Linked DNA regions of Sus scrofa: region 2 is linked to region 1. A link is a contact called in public Hi-C data. All regions are on one chromosome and are shown on one strand. The core of a region is the stretch at or near the end of the contact, and the rest is flanking DNA. Distances in the headings are between cores, read along the strand shown. Region 1 overlaps RORA (nuclear receptor ROR-alpha). Region 2 overlaps RORA (nuclear receptor ROR-alpha).

The links. Hi-C and Micro-C count contacts between places; a contact is called where the count stands out from the background.
Region 2: a contact with region 1 is called in a Hi-C map of skeletal muscle, with 4 times the contacts expected there. The contact joins two enhancer-like sites. A contact is called at or near these places in 4 of 47 Hi-C or Micro-C datasets (embryonic fibroblasts, heart right ventricle, psoas muscle and 1 more) and 1 of 2 datasets of contacts at active chromatin or transcription factors (skeletal muscle).

The regions. Positions count from the first base shown.
Region 1 is chr1:111,134,220-111,141,600 of Sscrofa11.1, reverse strand. The region is part of intron 1 of RORA (nuclear receptor ROR-alpha); the gene reads right to left. Among named protein-coding and RNA genes, the nearest start is that of ICE2, 350 kb to the left of the region's middle. Within about 2 kb of position 3,175, at least 2 of the 83 cell types and tissues checked have an H3K27ac peak or open chromatin away from gene starts, as enhancers often do. A contact at or near this core is called in skeletal muscle, where this site is marked.
Region 2 is chr1:111,393,214-111,400,594 of Sscrofa11.1, reverse strand. All of the region lies in intron 2 of RORA (nuclear receptor ROR-alpha), which reads right to left. Among named protein-coding and RNA genes, the nearest start is that of ICE2, 93 kb to the left of the region's middle. Within about 2 kb of position 4,749, at least 3 of the 83 cell types and tissues checked have an H3K27ac peak or open chromatin away from gene starts, as enhancers often do. A contact at or near this core is called in skeletal muscle, where this site is marked.

The DNA of each region.
Region 1 (7,381 bases), core at 1,926-4,425:
GGGCTTGTCTGCGGAGAGAAAGGCAGGCAGTGAGAGCCCCTCCTTCTTTCCGGGGACCTCTGGCTGCTGGGCACTTGAATACCAATAAAGGACTTGTGAGAGTTTGGGGAATACTATCGGTGGGGGGTTGAGGTCCAGCCAGACCCACACAGGAAAAGGTGGCCTTTTCGTGGGTGGGGCTCACAGCCCGCCTCTTTATCCTTTCTCAGAGTAAGGACCCTCCACCCCCGAATGGGGCAGGAGGGAGGCTCCCTGCGGAGAAAGGATTCTAGAAGCATCCTGTCTGCTACTAGGATGGTGACTCTGCTCCGGTGAACTCTCCAGGGTGTCCGGAAAGGAAATCTCTCTCACACAACCCCTCCCCTCTCTGACAATCTAAACGGAAAAAGTGTGAGTGTGTGTGTGTGTGTGTGTGTGTGTGTGTGTTTCACACGGCTCAGTCCTCCCCTGGCCACAGGAGTCTGAAGCCATCCTGATATCTTAAGATTGGGAAACTCTTCATTTGGGAAAAGCTGACAAGTGATGCTGCAAGTCAGGACGCTGTCCTCTGCCTTCCAGCGACCTAAGGCTGGCTCAGGGAATTTATAGGGTTTCTCTTTGCTCCAACAGGTTGCAGCATGTGTGTCAAAAGCAGCCTGTTGTTTTTTTTTTTCTTCCCAGAGATAGGTAAACATTGTCCATCCAAACTATATGCCAGTTCCCCTAAGTTATAAAAGGCTAGACAGTATCAGAAGCTGGCCCTCAAGGGGTTGAGAAAAACGGGAGCCAGAGCCCCCCAGCTCTGAGCAAGCCAGAGGTCTCACAGAAAGCAAACCCTGGATTAAACATTTCACCCATGGGAAAGAGTTGGTGAGAATGAAGCCTGCATTGCTTGAAGGGGGTTTAAGATTTGAGGTCAAAAAGGTGCATTCTCTTTCCCAGAAAAAAATTTTTTTAATGATTTTTTTTAGCTAAATGTGGCCCTTCTGGCCTATAGCTTTCACACTGAGAATGAGCACAGGAGGTGAGGGAGGAGGGGGCAGGGGTACAGTTCTGACAGGAAACGTGGAGGAAAACAACACAGGTTTCCCCTAAGCTGTGAAAACTGCACATCTGGAGGTCCCGATTCAGATTTTCAGCCCGCTTTGGCTCAGCTTTTCCTTGCTGAGCATCCCTGGACCACGGATGGGCCTCTCAAAGTGCAGTTGCCGTTTACAGACATGAGCATGTCGGACGTGGCGGGGGTGGGGGGGGGGGAGGGCTCGTGAAAATGCACATCCCCAGGTCTTGCCCTGAAGGATGCTGGGTGTGGTCAGCGGGAGGAGACGTGGGAAGGAGATAGTGATCTTCACCTCAGCCCACCCCAGCTCTACTGTCCCAAGATGCTAGACTTTCTGGGAAGGAGCACCATCAGAACTGCATCTCCCTCACCTCTGCCAGGTATCAATGGCCTTGGCCATGACTGGCTACTCTCATCAGTCCCCCAAAGAGCTCAAAAGTAGGACCAGTTGTCTGTACAAGGCGTTTATCCTCCACTGAAGATGCCTTCAGTGCCTCCAGGTTCTTTGATCACTGGTGGTGGTGGGTACCCCCCTCCGGCCAGCTCCTACCTTGCTGAAGCTTCCCTTTACCCCCTGCTCCCTGCAGTTGGCCCTTTCCTTCAGGGTGGCCTCTGATTTGTTCCTCTGATCAGCATGATGCGATCTGCTTCTTGGCTGTTTGGGTTGGGGGCTTCTAGCCTCTGTGCTTCACTCCCTGAACTGCCCAGGTCCTAGTGCTGGGGGGGCTTAAAACCATCGGCCTTGTGGAAAGGCGGGGGCTCACAAGAAAAGGACAGCCTTCTAAACCTTTTTCCCACCACCAAAGTAACCCAAAGGCTTCTGATCACTCAGCACGTTTACACCCTGCCCCTGAAATAACCCCTCCCTCCACTTGCCTTTCCCAGAGGCTTGGGGACATGCTTATTATTTCCTGTCATACTCCAATCATTTGTATTCATCTTTCCTCCAAGCCTAGGCTATGAGCTCTACATTGCCCAGGACTGTGTCTTATTCATCTTTGCATCCCTAGCAGCTAGTGTGGGGTCCTCATGATGCTGATAGAAACACTCACTGAGTCCCTGTTATTGGGCAGACCCTGTGCTAGCTGCTTTCAGGCCATGTGCCACCTCATCCTCATAACAACTCTCCAGGAGCCACACTTGCATTAATCCCATGCAAATAAATGAGGCCAAAGAGTTTAGGTCACAAAGTCTAAAGTCACACAGCGAGTAAGGGGTTGGATGGATTAGGTTAGGAATGGAATCCAAGCAGTCTGACTCCTGAATTCCATAGTAAGAGCTCATTCAAAGTTTGCTCAATAAATAAAGGAAATAGGAACAAATGAGAAAGAGGAAGCAGCCACAGAAGCATTGCATGTTGGAGCCAAAAGGCATTGCGAGACCATTCAGTCCAAATCTTGATTTTATTGCTAGAGAAACCGAGGGTCAGAGCAGTGAAACAAGGTGTCTGAGTAAAACAGTCTGGCAGTTAGGGGCCCCCAGGCTGCAGAACTGGGTCAGAATACAACCCTTCCACCTATTATCTGTGCGAGCCTGGGAAAGTTACTTAGCCTCCTGGTTCCTCAGTTTCTTCATCTATAGAATGGATGATAATACCAGAATCCATCTCATTGTTTCATTGTGAGGACTAAGTAAGATGTCTTACATTCTCACAACAGTGCCTTTCAATGTCATTATGGATAGAATCACAAGGCTTGGGGCTGACAACAGACTTACAAGTCAACAAGTCCAACTTGAATTTTATCAAGGAGGAAATGGAACTTCAGTTTTGTGTTCCCTTCCCAATGAGAATGGCTCGAATTTGATCATTTAAAAAAAGGATGGTGATCTCCTAGTTCAATTGCCCTCATTCTGCAATCAAAGATGCTGTAGCCCAAGGAGGCAGATGACTTGCCAAAGTCTCCACCTCATTGGAGCAGAGCTGGAAGTAAACCTGGGTCTCCTGACTCCAGCTGCACCACCACAGAACCACGAGTCAGCCCATTCCCCACCTCCCACTTGTCCCAGGCTCCTTGGCTCGGGGTGAGAGAGTCCAACCGTCCATGACTCAAGTTTACTAGAAACACTCCATGCTGGAGCTCAAATTCACAGCAGGCAAGGCCGTCAAGATCCAGTTCTTTCATATGACGGGTGGGTCAAATGACAGAATCATATTGCAACTGGGGACTTGTGAGACCCACACTGAAAGAAGGCAGAACTCCCCACCACTAGGCTGACGGATGAGTGAGTGAGTCAGCATTTGAGTTGCAAACTATCCAAGGATATATACTGTAGCCAGCGCTCGGCAAGCAACACTCTCCCTTCCTGGTGCCATCTAGCATCAGTACTTCTTTATCCCTGACGTGCGTGAGGTGCCTTTGAAAATGCAGATGCCCAGTCTCCCAGCCCAGAATGATAACAGACTCTCTTATTTTTTTTTTCCTGTCCTTTTTATGGCTGCACCCATGGTATATGGAGGTTCCTGGGCTAGGAGTTGAATCAGAGCTATAGCTGCCGGCCTACAGCACACCCACAGCAACACGGGGTCTGATCTGCATCTGTGGCTCATGACAACATCAGATCCTTAACTCACTGAGTGAGGCCAGGGATAGAACTCACATCCTCATGAATACTAGTCAGGTTCAGACAGAGACTCCCAAGGGAATTCTTCTCTTACTGTTTTTTAAGGGCCAGGCATCATCATTTTTTAAAGGTTTCCGAGTGCTTCTAATGTGTGCTGAGATAATCCCTAAGGCAAGCGAAATGTCCTCCACTCATAATATACTAGAGTAGGGGTTCTCAGAGGGTGGTCCTCAAACCAGCAGCATAACTTGGGGACTTGCTAGAAAGCCAGATTCCACATTAGGTGCCTTCGATCATTTTCTCTCCTAGTACTCTGCTGTTAGTTTTCCTAACAGTCAGCAATTATTTCTTTAATGATTTAATGTCCTTGACTATCCCCGCCTCCAGAAGGCATGCTTCATGAATGGAGGTTCTGACCATGGTTGCTGTCTTACTCAGAATGCCTGACATATGGTGGGCTCAGTGGGAGTGAGGGGGAGGGCTTAACAAATTTAGATTCAACGAATGAATGAATGCTAGGTATGTAGAGGCAAGAGAGATGTATTATCAAAATTTTCATTGCTGTAGCCGTATTGAGTAGAATGCAGGCATTTATAACACATGCTTTATCTCTTTCAGAAACAAGCAAGTAAGTTCAACTCTAGGTAGGAGGCAACTAGGAAATTTTAGACAACTATCAGGAAAAGGAAAAGACAAAAAAGAAGTGAAGAATCAATATTGACAAGAAAAAAAATCAATGTAATAACTTTGGCCCAAAGACTGCCTGTGCTTAAGATAAGACTGCGGCTTTAGGTCAGGTCCCTAACTATTTATTAATGTAGCTTTGGGGCAGCCAGCCTATTAATAAGCATTTCGTGAAAAATAATGACATTTAAGATGGCGTTCCTGGCCTTTAAATTGATGTGAAAACAGAGCTTATTGATACGGAATTATAAAGCAGATAAGGTCAGTTAGTAAATAGGGAAGTATGATTTCAACTATGCAGGTATATTGAATGCTGACATGCATGAGCTCTGGTCAGATCAGCTGTCCTGATTCAGGTTCAGGGAAGAGCCAAGGAAAAGATCCACAGAGAGAGGGCACAGGATGAGTTGGCATCCTCAGGCGAGCTTTTGTGGAAAAGGAAAAGGTCTGGGTCATGGAAACATTCTTGACTCAGCCAGGCGCTTGGAAGTTAACTTAGTCAACATTTCTTCCGAGTGTTGCATGGAGAACAGGCCTCATCTAAGAAGTCAAGATAAACTTTGTTCTTGGATGGGATGTGAGGGTTCAAATGAGGAGAAACAATTGTCTCTGTGAGCCTTAAAGACCGTTTTGCTGAAAGAGGCCAACTGGCTCTTTTCATAGACATCTTCCCTTGTAAAAGGGATCCTAAAGTGCCAGCTACTGGGGTGTTACATTCAATAATAAAGGCCATGTTTCAAAACTTAGTGGGCTAGTGGCCCTATGTGGTAGTGATTAAAGCAGACTGGCTGGATTCAGATCTCAGCTCTGCCACCTCATAGCTGGAAAAATTGATACCCTGGAAAAATGACATAACCTCTCTTTGCCTCAGTTTCCCCATTTGCAAAATGGACCTAATAACAGGACCTTGCTTGTATGGTTGTTACTGTGAAAATGAAGGGAGGTAATTTACATAAGATTTCAGAAGAGTACCTGACACATAAGAAAAGCAACGGGAGTATTCGGAATCACAATTCAGAAACCCAACCCAGTTCTCCAATTCATGCAATCTGTGGTTTAGATCTATTGCCTGAGCCAAAAGACCAACCAAAATGAACTGCAATTCAGCTACAGGACAAGATAGCAGCTGGTCAAGGACAAAATAACCTGTCACTTACGGGAAAGATCACAGAGGTGCCCTCACTGATGGAATATAAAACATCACAAACAAAGAGGGTCCAAAGAGGTTAAGGTAGGACAGTGCAGCCCAGAACTTGTGGCGTCATTCAGTGCTGGTACCTGAGGATTAGCTCAGGGGACTGGAGCACACTGTAGAAAACAAATGGTTAAAGAGTTAATCCTAACTGGAGTCAGCTGACTTCCTTCCTGAGCCATGGTAACAGGGACATCTTGGTAGCTTTCAGATTCCTGTGCCACTGTCACTAAGTAGCAGTGGAAGAAAGTGTAGTGGGAATGGTTTTCCACAATCCATCACTGCTTCAAGCACATACTTAGGCACTTCTAAATCTGCACTAACCATACACACAGAGGCGTTAATGCAATTATTGTATGGGAAAATCAGGTTGGAGAAGAGTAGTAAAAAATGATGTAGCTTTTCTGCGGAAGTCACTATGACATTAATAACTATGTTCACCATTCATTAAGAGATGAGACTTTGAACTATGGCAAAGCTATCTCAGAGCCTCATTCAGGAGGTTTGTTCGAATCACTGGAGCTCAATGAGGGGTTTGATTCAAGGGGGCCTCATTTATAAGTCCCAAGGCCAGTGAAGTCACAGCATCACCCACAGTCAGTCCCGAGTAGGCCTGCTTCCCCATCTTACATTTCCATCCTCCAGGTGGGGTGCTACTGCCTCCCTGCACACCCCACATAGGGCATGGCAGACTGAACCCCAAGTCTGACTCTTCTGGAATTTGCTCACCTATAAAAACAGGGGAATTGGATTTGGTAATGTCTAAGACCCTTGCACTTCCGAAATTTGAATCTAAGATGAGCTTCGATATGCATAATTTAGATCTAACGTATACGATTCTTGGGTAGAAGAGCAGCCACATCTGATAACATGAGGAGTGTCACGCTGGAGAAACATCTCCCCCTCACCCTATCACAGTGCCTGGCCATGATAAATATATTACTTTGGTCTTCAAAAGGTTTTTCATTCTTAGGACTCTTCCCTTTAAAGGCAAGTCACTCTGAAAGCAACTTAAGCCTTTACAGATTCTCACCTTACAGGCAGGGTCAATTGGTCCCAAACATGATTAAGAGAAAAGCCCTATGGAGTGGACACTGAATGGGGAGGGCGTGGATCCCATTCTCCCTGAGAGTGGGGACTAGGTCTCATTCACAGCTCCAAGTCCTGTCTGTACAAGTAATGGCGCATGCTTGATATTTTCAAATGGTTTTGATTTTGTTTTGTTTTTTTTTTCTCCAAAGGAAGACAATAAGGAAGGATGAAAGGAAAGAAGGGAAAAAGGAAGGAAGGAACGAAGGAAGGAGGGAGGAGGGAGAAAGGGAGGGAGGGAAGGAAAGAAGGAAGGAAAGAGGAAGGGACAGAGGGAAGGAAGGATGGAGAGAGGAAGAGAGGCAGGCAGGAAGGAAGGAAGGTATAACGAATGTCCAAACCAGAAATTACTCTTTCGAGGTCCTCCCACATCTAACCTGGTCAGTACATACCCAAGGGCACCTTTTCAGCTTGGGTCCCAGGTGCTAAAACCATTCCCCACTCTCGAGGGGCAATTGCCAGCCTCGCGGCTACCTTCCCTTAGCTCTGAGAGGGCACTGGGCTGTCACTGAGAACTATTCAGGGACTCAGGCAGACCAGCTGCTGCTATGCTGAGCCCTGCACCAGTTCTAGGCGCTACACTTTTTTTAAGCACTTGATTTAAATGAAGAAAGAAATTGGCTTATATTTTTAGCAGCTCCTGCTACTAAAACTCATTTGACAAAAGTGCCAAAGGGACAGTTAAGTCTGAGTATGATTTTTTTTTTTTTCCCGTGGAGGAGGAGGAGGGTATAATTTATCTGAAAATGACTGGTACTTTCCTGGCCTGGGGACATTATTCTACCTGCTCTCTTTTTTTAAAGACATACTCTTTT
Region 2 (7,381 bases), core at 3,500-5,999, 260 kb before region 1:
TTCTCTTTTAAAAAGATGCCCTCTTTCAACAGTAAGCATCTTTCTAACTTTGCAAGCAACATAGATTAACATCCACAAGTTAATTTATACTGATGATCTCTGGCTTCTTTTGCTAGTTTACTTTACTCCATTTTTCTGCCTCTCATGCCGGTGAGGTGTTCCATTTATATCTTTATTAAAAAGTGAAGATAAGTACCTTTAAGTAAAAGGTATTTGGGTTGAAAATGTGGAAGTCACGTGTGAGGGGCCCACAGTGAACATGAGGTGAAGAACGTGCTCGCTGGCAGGATTTCTCAACCTCAGCACTATTGACATTTAGGGCTGGATAATTATTTACCTTGGGAAGCTGCCCTGGACATTGTAGAATGTTTAGCAGCATCCCTGGCCTCTACCCACTGGATGCTGGTGGCGCTTTCCAGTTGTGATAATCAAACGTGTCTCCAGACATTGACACATGTCCCCTAGGGGATCAAATTCACTTCCAGTTGAGAACTGCTGCTCTGTGGGGAAGAGAGTTTCCAGGAAAATAATCTCTGGGTAGAAGAGTCATGTTCTGCTGGAAAATGGACAGTCTGATGCCTTGTATCTGTTCCGTTACTTTTTTTTTTTTCCCCCAGGGCTGCACCTGCAGCAAATGGAAGTTCCCAGGCCAGGGGTCTAATCGGAGCTGCAGCTGCTGGGATCTGCCACAGTCACAGCAATGCGGGATCCTTAACCCACCGAGCGAGGCCAGGGATCGAACCCAAATCCTCATGGATATTAGGTTTGTAACGCACTGAGGCACAATGGGAACTCCTGGCTCCTGCTGTTACTGCTGCCCTGAGCATCCTTCCATTCTGCCCAAACTTGTCCCACCCGCAGGGAGGCAGAGTGGCCAGGCAGCCTCAGGTAGTGATGCCAAAATAGGCCCCAAAGGCCTCTCCTAACCTGCGAGAACCTTCAAACCCCTCCAAGAGGCAGCGGAGCAGTGAAGACTCCTCTTCCTCTGCTCTCCATTATTGATGTAGTTCAGGGAAAGAAGCCAGGAACTTGCATGATTTACTCTCAAGACCCAAACCTCCCCGTTCACACATCCTGGCCAAGTGTGGTGTCAGAATATACCTCTGAAGACAGATGAGACAGGAGGGGGCATGTCCATTCTGGGTGTCCCTGCAGAGAACAGGGTTTTTGGGTGGGAGTGGCCAGGTACAGCTCTCAGGACACATCAGCCCACTTCCAGGGTCTCCCTATCCTCCAACTCGAAGGCCTTTGACTCAGAGCTCACTTATCTGACTGCCTCCTTCATTTTTCCTGTCATTTAAGTTTATCTTGAATCGAAGCATTATTTTTCTATTAGCAACCCATTAGGATGTTTTGCGTGCCTTCCTCATGTGAGTAAAAACAGATTCGCTTCTTTTGTAGGGGAAGAGAGGGCAACTGTTGAATGACAAAGCCAAGAGGTAGGTAAAAGTTGACAGAAGAGCTGCGATATTTTTCATATGGATTTCAGGTTGGAATGGTTTTGAACTAAGATAAAAAAATATCAAGGTATTTTTGCTATGGTATTTCCTGGAGTGTAAAATAGGTAGGTTGATGATACTTTACAAAGTCCTACTTTTGTGGTTAGTGCTTTTCACACTTCTTTCTTCTGGCATCTAGAATCTAATCATTTCTCTCTGGGGAGAGGAGCTATATAGAAAAAATTGGTTGAATTAAACTATTCAGTGAACGTGGCTTGTTCCTCTTGCATCCCTTCTTAAAGGCAACCAAAGGCTCCATTTTTTAAAACTAAATTCAAGTCTTCTTCCAATGTTTAGCAAATAGGGAATAGATGCTTAATATGGCTTGACTCATGACAACAGGGATTATTCTGGTCTTCATGATCATGTGGTGGAGGGGTAATGGGTAAAAGTAAAAACAGGACAACAGCAAAGATAAATGACAATTGGTCTTCTCATTCGGTAAACAATGAGTAAATGAAATAGCAGTCACCTCTGCAAACAGAGATCATGCTTATCGTAAGGACAGTCCGAAAGGATGAGCCGGCTTGAACAGGGGGAGGATGAACAATGCAGGGGTAAGAGAGGGACAAGGACAAGGAGGGTTTTGAGTAAGTTAAACCTCCTGGTGACAAAGAGGGACAGAGAGCAAGGCTGGGCAGCTGAAACATCCTTTTATTCACAAATCAATGGAAACTATTCAAGCCGACAAGGTTTGATTTAGCAGATATTAACTGCAGCTAAAGAGATGCAAATACGTCAGCGAATGGAGAGTAAGATAAACAGGAGAAACCCACACTGGCTAGAAAAGGAGAAGAGAACAGAGACTGACATTTAGAGACCAGATTAAAAGGACAGGAAAAACTAGGGAAAAGTAAGATGATGTAAAAGTGACATCCTTAAGACGAAGGGAGGTGAAGGGAACAGATCCAGCACAACCCTTGCATATCAGACTCTGAGAAAAGAGAGAGGATAACTGAGCATGGACCACAGGTCACACGAATGCAGCACAGGCACTCGATAACCATTTGTTGAATAACGAAACATTTACACAAAGTTCCTTCCTTGCTGGATATGATGACTCGTTATGATTTTATACAGTATTGACTTAATAAGCTTTTGCCCTTTGGAGATGGTGAAAACCACGGACGGTTTTTAATGATTTTAAAACATCTATCTATTTAGAGAAATTTCTATGAGCCTCATCTCGTACCCTTGACGCTGGTCCTGTCATAGATTCAATTAGAAGGTCATGCTACAGTAGCTGGAGCACTGGACTGACAGACAGGAGACCGAGATTCCAAAATTGGCTTTGCTGGGAAGTGGCTGACGCAGGGCCAGCCACTTAACCTTTCTGAGTTTCTGTTTCCTCTGGAGTAAGGAGAGTGGCCCAGATGAGATAACCCTCAGGACCCTCCTGTGATCCTCCACACACCATCCAGCCCATTACCATGGTAATCACGTCTTTGACTGTTTCTTTCCTGCCTCATCTGTCCTGGGTTGAGTGACAGATAAAAGTCCTCTTTTCTATACTCTCCTCATCTTGCCTGCTTGTGGCTTGTCAACAGTACTTTATATAATCAATTCTGGAAATGTTTACCCATCTGCATTATCTGAGGGTTGTTATTTACTGTTCCTCTTATTTTTTTTTCCCCTTGGGGAGGAATTTCGATGTCTCTCTCACAGAGAGACCACAGCAAACAACAAGGATAGATTTTCACAATACTCAGCAGGAAGGGACGCTGTTTTGCTGGCTTCTCTGACAGTCTGAATTCATTGGGAGGGTACATGTGAATTGGTTTCCTGTGTTTTTCTGTGTTTTCAAGCCTGGGTCTTCTCTGTGCTGTTACTCTTAGCTGGAATTAATTTTTGTCCCTTTTCTAGGAAAATATAAATAATTACGCAGTCAGTCTTTTGGATAAAAATGTATGGCTTCATTACCAAAGAGTTAAATAGATCTAACACATCACTTACAGCACTCTCTGATATAATAACATTCCATGTAAACTCTCTGCAGTACTTGAAGATGAAGCATGAAAAGTGAAAAAAACAAGCAAACAACAACAACAACAAAACCCTAGAAGTAAGGAGATTGATTCTAGTCCTTACCCTGCCACTAGCTTAACCTGGGCAGGGTATTTCATCTCCCAACTACCTCCTATGCAAAGTAAACAGATTGGACCAGATGACTTCTAAAGTTTCTATGTGTCGAATAGTCTATAAAATGACCAACTAGCTAAGGGACTCTGGTTTACAGCTATGACACCTTTCACCATCCAAATTCTGCTCCCAGCTGAGTTTTCAACATTCACTCATCAGAACACTGTGCCAACTCATAAACTGACCTCGTCATTTTTCTGGTTAAAATGTCATAATCCACGCCAATGCGCAGAGTGTGAGGGTGCATGATGTAAATAGAATAAATGCCCCAACTTGAACATACCAGAGGTCATAAATGCCAGGACTCATAAATGCCAGGTGTGCAGGGAAGCCTCACCTCTAAGTTCCATGCAGGAGGTTTCATAGGTCTGCAGAAAAGATGCTAGATGTGCCCTCCTCTGTTCCTCAACAACCGTAAAATGACACAGCAAGGCTGAATAGCCTTCAATGCAGAAAGCAGCTCAGTAGAAACTGGATATAATGGCGACTCACTGGTTGGAGAAGAGGTGGCCCTGTACTTCACAGGCCTCTTCTAGGGCAAGGAGGGGAGAATGACTTGGAAATTTGCATGGCCAGGGGAACCCCCCACCTGGCCCAGCACCTGAGTCACAAAAGGAGCGTGATACCTCATATTGCCATAGTCTACTGGAGCCTTCCCAAACTCTTGGCTATTTTGAGCATATCCAACCACTAGAAATGCAGGAGTCCAAATCACAGGGCGTGATAAGCCATGGCTACTCCAGACAGCTGGACTGCCCTGCCTTTGTCATGTATAGCCAGACCAAAAGAGTGGCATTTATGGCATACTTCCTCCCACTGCCTTTTTTTTTTTTAAATCTATAGATAATACCAATAATAAAACTACATCATGAAGCACTCAGTGACAGGCCCAGCACCTTACACATATGATCTCATTTAGTCCTCAAAACAGCCCACCAAGGGGATGCCATTATTGTCCTCATTGATGGTGAGAGAGGTAAGGATCTATCCCATGGTAAGGGCGTCAGATCACTTTTCTTCTGGATAAATCTGCCAAGTGCCAAGTCTTGATCTTGAACACAGGAGGGGGAAACAACCCGCGAGGCAGCTGGCAATGCTATTTACTTCTTCACAGTTTGGGCCTAAGTCCTGACGAACACATATTAAATTACTAAGCGTATCTTTAAATAAATGTGTGCTACAGCTTCTCAAATTCAAAAACAATCTCCCATGTCATAATTACACTGGCTGTGACACGAGCCTCGCCGAGAGTGGATTTTTATTTTAACAAGCTTGAGTAGGTGCACGAGTGTGGGCTGAGCTTTTTGCTCGCTAGTCAATACTTGAAAGCTGGCTGCAACCTTTAATTGAAGCATGCGCCTGTAGCACCAACAGGGCTACAGGGTTTCTAGTATCAAAGACACGCTCCTCCATCCTTTCATGGCCTTACTTCTGTAAGCAGCATGATTGAACTGCGGCACCACAGAAACTTGTTTTTCCTCCTCCTGGCAGCGCAAGCCAAAACACTACTGCCCCATTCATCTCAACAACATCATAATGAAGTCCTGGAATCAATTTATAACAAGCAAAGTGCACGAATCCATTGAAGGAGTCTGCTGGCGGATGCCTTTCATATATCTCTGCACAGCCCATGAGAGGCAAAGTGTCCACGCAGAAATCCAAATCATACCAGAGAAGGGTCTTTTGCTACATCCAGAAATCTTCCCCCACCCCCCATTCCCTGAAAAGATTAAGGGAGAAGGAAGATACTGAGAACATCTAATTGTTGCTGGTGATTCCACGTGCCTTAAAAATGTGGGGCGATCTGCCCGAGTGGCTTACCATCGCCTTCGTTACAAAGAACAACTTCTTTAGAAGGAAACGGGAGCTTTTCAAGGTCTGAACCCCATTGACCTCCTATAGCTGCCTCATTTCCTACAGTCCCTACAGGCAACAGGGAACTGCTTGCCACCCCCAAACTTGTCTCTCTCCCTGTCTAACCTCTAGAGAATTTTCACAAGCACTATCCTTGGATGGAAATACCTGCCTTTGCGTCAAAGCTCAGCTAAGCCTTTGCCCCGCCCAGGAAGCTGTGCCTAACCCCTGAGTCTGATTAGGGCTCCTCCTGTGTGCTCCCAACATACACCCATCACTCCAATCTGGCATTTAAATGGGGTCATGATTTTATTTCTGTCTCGGGTCTTCAGTGGCCTGTGAACTCCTTGAAGGCATGGATTATCTCTTTCTTCCCTCTGCGTCTAGCCCTTCGTATAGTCACTGCCACACAGCAGATGCTCTATAAATAGGTGTTCATATTTGCCTATGTCCCGCTCCACCAGAGTTCTGAAGGAGCCTGCAAACCCCAGTTTGTACCCAGTTTGAGTCTGGAACAATGTATCTTTTGAAGACTTCCATGGGGCAGTGCTGTTGGGTCAGAGTAGCAAGGAAATTAGAAACATGGGCTTGGGGGTGAGGCAGGCTTGGCCTCCAGGGGCATCTCTGCAGTCATGGGCAGGATGCTCTACCTTGGAGGCAGGTGAGAGGCTCACATGCACGTGAAACTCGGGAATCTGCTTCCCCGCGCTTGGCACAGAGGAAGCACTTTAAAGATGGCAGCTTTAGTTAGCATCTGGACTACTGTTTACAGTGGCAGGGCTTGGATCATGCAGAATTTGAAGCCTCTTAGATCACTGATGAGAAATATCCGCCAAGGGGCCCCTTCCATCAGCCCCTATGGGACCAGATCACATAACTGATGTCTTTGGGGCACCTGCAAAGGCCCGGGTTAGAAGGCCACTGTTCATCCAGCGAGATAAGGTTGGAGGAAGTCATTGCCCTGACTTGTGCTGTGTTTACATGATGTGTCCCATGCCTGCGTGAGCACAATGAGGCTGGTGTTGTTCACAATGCTTGTTCAGTGCCCACTCCGGGCCAAGCACCTGTTGCTGGTGAGACACTGCAGAAAGCACCTTTCATGTGTTGCCTCCTACTTTCCCAAACTTGTACAAGGCCAATATCATGAATATGTTTAAACTTTACAATTGATAAAACGGAGGAGTAGAGAGTTTATGGGACGTGCCGAAGACCCTTCAGCTGACATTGTAGCATTTATGAGACTTAAACCTCCTATCCACATCCATCTGGGCTCTTAGGGCAAATTTCTTCTATTCCTTTCTTATTCGTTTCCCTCACGTCACCTGGAGGAGCTGGGAGAGAATGGGACACAAGCTGGAAACCCCGAGTTTGGGGAGAGGGAAAAGGAGGACATCTGGAGAGAGACACTGCTGGCCTCTATGTGACAGGGGGCCAAGAGAGCACTGAGAGCTCAGAGGCAGGAAGGGATGGACTTTGAAACCACAGCCAGTGTGCTGAGGCCATGCTCACCCAGGGCCAGAACCTCAAGCAATGAGTTAGCAAGCGCAGAGAAAGCCTTAGAGAACCTTCCTGTGCCTACAATGTCACCACGTCTTCTGGTTCACTTTCTCCTCCTGCCTTCCTCCTGGATCATTCAAAAGGCAACATTTTAAAAAAAGAAGAAAAAAAAAAAAAAAGAAAGAAGAAAAGAAAAATGTTGAGATGGCTCTTGTGATGTAGTTATGGCTTTGTACACATACTTAAAGTATACAAATGCCTTTAGTTTCCCTTTCATAAGGTCACGGATTCAATCTTATGTTTGTGAAGCGCTGGCACAAAGGAACGGAGAAGAAACCAAATGTATATTAAATGACCGTGAACAATTCCACAGCCTGGAGTCTAGAGAAGAT